Linked DNA regions of Triticum aestivum: region 1 is linked to region 2. A link is a contact called in public Hi-C data. All regions are on one chromosome and are shown on one strand. The core of a region is the stretch at or near the end of the contact, and the rest is flanking DNA. Distances in the headings are between cores, read along the strand shown.

Evidence for each region. A called contact is a pair of places that touch in the nucleus more often than the background predicts.
Region 1: a contact with region 2 is called in a Hi-C map of leaf, with 5 times the contacts expected there. The contact joins the enhancer-like site here to the promoter of LOC123188210 in region 2. A contact is called at or near these places in 2 of 5 Hi-C or Micro-C datasets (both in leaf).

What each region holds. Positions count from the first base shown.
Region 1 is chr2A:176,721,335-176,724,034 of IWGSC CS RefSeq v2.1, reverse strand. It overlaps LOC123188211 (calcium-dependent protein kinase 20), which reads left to right. Exons shown (of 8, transcript XM_044600248.1): 7 at 1-90; 8 at 201-621. The coding sequence ends at 353. Among protein-coding and RNA genes, the nearest start is that of LOC123188211, 4.3 kb to the left of the region's middle. Within about 2 kb of position 1,389, at least 1 of the 8 cell types and tissues checked has an H3K27ac peak or open chromatin away from gene starts, as enhancers often do. A contact at or near this core is called in leaf, where this site is marked.
Region 2 is chr2A:176,475,509-176,478,224 of IWGSC CS RefSeq v2.1, reverse strand. LOC123188210 (polygalacturonase inhibitor 1) reads right to left here and starts at 1,415. Exons shown (of 1, transcript XM_044600247.1): 1 at 1-1,415. The coding sequence starts at 1,292. The coding sequence ends at 285.

The DNA.
Region 1 (2,700 bases), core at 140-2,639, 250 kb before region 2:
GATGAACTCCGGGAGTCATTAGCTGATGATCTGGGACCAAATCATGAAGAGGTTATCAATGCCATCATCCGTGATGTGGACACTGATAAGGTAACTCACCAACTGGTTGGCAAAGCATGCTAGTTTTGTTTCTCATCCTTTTGATTGCTATCATTTGACTCTTGACTGAAATGATGAACATTGTGATTCATGAATTGTAGGATGGCAAGATAAGCTTTGATGAGTTTGTGGCAATGATGAAGGCCGGAACCGACTGGAGGAAAGCCTCGAGACAATATTCGAGAGAACGGTTCACTAGCCTCAGCTTGAAGCTGCAGAAGGACGGATCGTTGCAGATAACAAGTACCCAATAGTAGATGATACCGCAATAGGCAAGTTGTGAATTCCAGATGAAAACCAACCTTGTGTAGCTTCCTGGTTTTGTTGACAAGTATTTCTTTTGTTCATCTGGGTATTCTGTTGCGCTCTAATTTCCGCTTGGTATCCTGATGAAGCATTAGTTGATTGTTGAAGATTTATTTTGTACGTAGATTGTGTGATCCAGACCATCACAAAAAGTACTACGCCTTTGATGAAAGGTAGTGTACAAGAGAAAGAGGAAAAAGTTTGTGGATGTATGCATTTCCTCTCTTCTGTTGACCATAATGTTTTGTTCATCTGTTTGGTTGATAGTATATTCTGAAGCTGAAAGGGTGAAAGTAAAATTGACAGCTTAATTCCTAATAAAATCACGTACTCCCTCCGTTCCAAAATAAGTGCCGTGGCACAGACAATTTTGAACTAAAACCATGACACTTACTTCCTCCGTAAAAAAATATAAGAGCATTTAGATCACTACTGATCTAAACGCTTTTATATTTCTTTACAGAGGAAGTATTTTGTAACATGCGACATATGCAAAATGTGTCTATATATATTACTCTCTGTAAGTATTGGGAGGGTGTATTATTTTGCAAGTATCATTGTAGAGGATCTATGCAGAGATTCATCAATCACCAAAGCTTGACAACATAATCTATAACTATGTTATGATAGCTGAGCACGCTGGGTTTACTTTTCGAGTGCCCAGAGCCTGTTCCAGTCTGTTAGCCAGAAATGGTCCGTGCATGTGATGAACGGAACTGGTAGATTTGAACACCTAAAGTTGGACTTGATAGCCGGTCAAGAATCTATGGCATTTGCACAGGCACGGAGCAAAGGATGACTCATTAAGCATTGCCAGAAAAATGGTTGGATCTGGTCGGCAAGTTGCAGTCTCGTTGGTTGGCACGGGTATTTCATACTGCATTTGCGACCGAAAGGGAGCTGCCGTCCTCTGGCAGACACCTCAACAGCAGCCAGCAGGTCCGGGGGCATTGGATGTTTGGACCAGTTCGAGTTGCCTTTGACCTGCGTGTCCTCGGCTGATGTCGCACGGGGCCTTTCGTTCGCCTGGTCTCTCTTTGTCTACGTTGCACCCCGCGTGATCTTCTTATCTGGTCAGCATCTGCTGCTGCTGCTGGTATGTGTGAACGCAGAACGCGTCATGGACCCGGCGACACTTGCGTCAATAAATGATAGTATCTGAAAGGTTAGTCTCAAGTGATCAGTGGGCAACGATGATGTCGGTGATGCAGCCAATGGGAGTAAGTTCGTCGGTCTTGCAATTTCAAGCTGAAGCGTTGTTGGTTCTTGTCTCCTTGATGACGAGATGTCACCTTTCAAGCCAAGTTGCGCTAGAAATCACCCGGGATTCAGGGAACTGGTATTTTCTAGCGACAGCCTACCTCAAACGCTGTAGCAGATGCACCTGAGATGCTATTGATACCTATACCCCTCAGCAACCAGAAGGTGCACCTGAGATGCTATTGATACTTTATGTTGAAAATCGGCTCAAGATTTTATACACGCAAGCACGCATGTACGCACACCCTACCCCATAAGTATATCCGAAAGAATAAAACGGCACATCACCAATGCCATGTCTAGGACTTGAACCAGGGCGAAGACCGGCCTATGGTAAGTAGAGCTATAGGGCTATAGCTGCAGGTCTAGTAATGATCACCCTTGTAATTTCTTCTTAGGAAGTACCAAAAGAATCATCAAAGTGCATCATTTAAGGTACATAGCCCTAGGCATAATCCGATGCTAGCTCCGCCTCTGATTTGAACCCAGATGGGCCGGTTCCACCACATGAAACCTAACCATCTGAGTTACGTTCAGTTAGCAAAATAAACCGACTCTTTCCTCAACAAATCACGTTGACGAAGTGGGGATATCTAACAAGCATCATCTTTTCTTTTTGCCAAAGGGCCCGAGGCCACACATTAAGTAGCGCAAACACTTACAAAAATACTTTTACATGAGTTGAAAAACGCATCTAAATTGTTAGGGGTCGCCGAAGTCTTCTTCTCCCTACATCAATCGATAGCGCGCCATGTTGCCATTTCCGAGCCTCCGTCTCAGTGGAGCAAACTTGTTGAAACCTAAGAGCTTGTAGAAGCAGTGTCAATTTTTTTTGTGCTTTGTATATTCCTTTCTTCATTTTTTGTCACTATAATAAACTTTCGATCTGTATCATTCTTTGTTGTAGGTTGTTAAGCATCAAACAGAGCATATTTGTAGTTCAACAAGTGGAAAAGTGACTAGCATGACAAGTCAAACTTGGGTGGCTGACAAGGCAGCAGCTATGCTTAAGAAAGATCCAACCATTTGTGTTGT
Region 2 (2,716 bases), core at 166-2,665:
TCAGGTAACTGGGATGATCCATCCATCCCGAACACGGGCACACACACACTCTCGGGCGCATCTCCAGACGGTACACACACAGGACACGGCACGCACACACATCTCTATCGTTTCGTACACAAGCTCAAGGACCGCGCGTGTCAGGCATTGCCACCACCGCGGTGCTCCACTCCACTAGTGAGTTTACTAAGCCCCAAAGCACCGTCCTTCGTGCGTCCGTATGCGCACGAGAACGCCAACACACCACTCATATAACGTACGCCTGCCGGGCGCCGGCGGCGAGCTCAGAGCTGGTGGCAGCTGCTCTCGAGCGGCGCCCCGCGGTGGCAGAGGTTGTGCTCGTAGGCCTTGCAGCCGTGCCGCATGACGCCGTGCAGCTTGGGGAGCGGCCCGCAGAGGTTGTTGTAGCTGAGGTCCAGCGTGAGCAGCGTGGACAGCGCCTCCAGCGACCGGGGCACGGTGCCCCTGATGCGGTTGTGGCTCAGGTCCAGGTACGTCAGCTCCTTGGGGAACTTGAGCCTGCTCAGCTCGAAGTCGAGGTTGTTGTAGGACAGGTCCACCTTGCCGATGGGCCGCCCCTCGGAGAAGAGGAAGGACGCGTCGCCGCTCAGCTGGTTGTGCGACAGATCCACGGTGTTGATCTCGTCCTGCGCGTCGTCGCGCGGGATCGGGCCCGTCAGCTGGTTGTAGGACAGCACCAGCGACCGGAACTGCCCCTGCACGAGGCTGGCCGGGATGCGGCCGGTGAGCTGGTTCCGGCGGAGGTCCAGCGACCGGAGGTTGGGCATGTCGGCGAAGGAGTTGGGGATGGCGCCCGTGAGCCTGTTGTTGGAGAGGTCGACGGAGTCGAGGCTGTGGAGGCGCGCCAGGGAGTCCGGGATGGAGCCGGAGACGTTGGTGTGGGAGACGGTGAGGAACTCGAGCTTGGAGAGGGAGGTGAGGCAGGCCGGGATGGGGCCCTGGAGGCCCGGGAGGCGGAAGAGCGAGAGCGACATGAGCGCCGTCAGCCCCGCCAGCGCGGACGGGATCTGGCCGCGCACGTCGTCGGCGCCGTCGATGAAGACGTTGTTCACGCGCCCGGCCTCGTCGCACGTGAGGTGGTCCCACGCGCAGCAGTCCGCCGACGCCGGCGACCACGTCTTGAGCGTCGCCGGGCTGCCCAGCGCCTGCTTCACCCGGAGCAGCGCCTGCCGGTCGGCCTGCGGGCACCGCTGGGGCAGCAGCGGCGAGCAATGCGCCGTCGCCACCAGCAGGAGCGCCAGCAGCGGGAGGAAGGCGGCGGTCGACGCCATCGTCGCCCTGCGGTTGTGGGTGGCTACCTTCTACTAGCTCAGCTTTGCTAGCTAGCTGTGGAGGAGGAGGCCAAGGTGGCGGAAGTGTTGAGTGTGGGAGTGATGAGCTGAGCTGAGCTCTGGAGGTGGCGGTATTAAAAGGGCGTGAGGCCGGGGATAAATGTCCCACCTTTTTTTAATTTATTTTTTATTTTTATAGTTTGGCTAGGTTTTTTGACCACCATCGAAGATCGAAGCGGGACGTGGTGAGGTGGCCCAGAGAGTGCGAGGGGGGGGCACGAGGCGGCGGCAGCAGCACGGCATGGCGCGGGAAACGGAACCACTCCGGTGGATGAATCCCAGACTGCAACCGGACAAGGAGCGGCGGTAACCGGGAAGCATCCCAGTGGGGTTCGGCTCGACTCGCGCCGTATGGCGCCATTGTTTTTTTTAGGTCAATATATGGCGTCATTGGTCCGTGCATGATTTAGATTAGCATAGCATGTGGGAACTCCCGGACCCGGGCTTTCGCTCGTCCGTTTTTCGGCCTCCGCATAATTGGGCTCGTCACGTAGCAGTCTTAATGCACGTACATGTGCTTGCCGATCTCCCATAACCAAGACCGGCGTCGCCTAGCCACAAGAGAACAATTAGAGCTTTTTAAATCCAAGAAACAGAGCAATGCTACACATACGCTAATGTTACGTTTAGATTTTACGTAAAAGCTGATGTGGGGTTTGTTAATTGGGCCAGCATTTGCAGTTGGGGCCACCCGGTTAAAATCAGGGAGGGAAGAGACAAAATCACTAATTAAGGAGTACTTGTTTCAAACAACACTCTATTTTTCCAGGTCGCGACAAATCGCAACCTGTTAAGTTTTTCCTTTTTTCTAGATTCGTTTATTCAAAATGTTTTATCTTTTAAACCGTGCGTCCAAATCACGAACCGTTTTCATCATTGGATTCCTCACGTCGAGTTCATCAAAACTAGATCCCATGTTGATAGGTTTTGACGAATTCTTTTTTTCACGAAAAAAACCGGGCAAAAAAACCGAACCAGGAGCATGGTTTTTTTTCCTTTCCGAAAGAGGCACGCCCGTGCCTCTCGAAAACGCGTTTTATTTTTCCCTTTCCGAGAGGCACGGTCGTGACTATCGCGAAAGCACAACCGTGCCTCTCGCGAAAGCAAAACCGTGACTCTCGCTAAAGAAAAAAAAACAGAAAACGTGTTTTTCTTCGTTTCCGAGAGGCACGGCCGTGACTCTCGCTAAAGCACAACCGTGCCTCTCGCGGAAGAAAAACCGTGACTTTCACGAAACAAACGCGTTTTTTCATGATTTTTTTTTGAATTTTTTGATCGAAAAGCTAAGAAAGACCGGAGAAAAACCAAAACGTCGAAAAAAACCCCAAAAAACGTTTAAAAAACCAAAAACGCGTGCGGAAAAA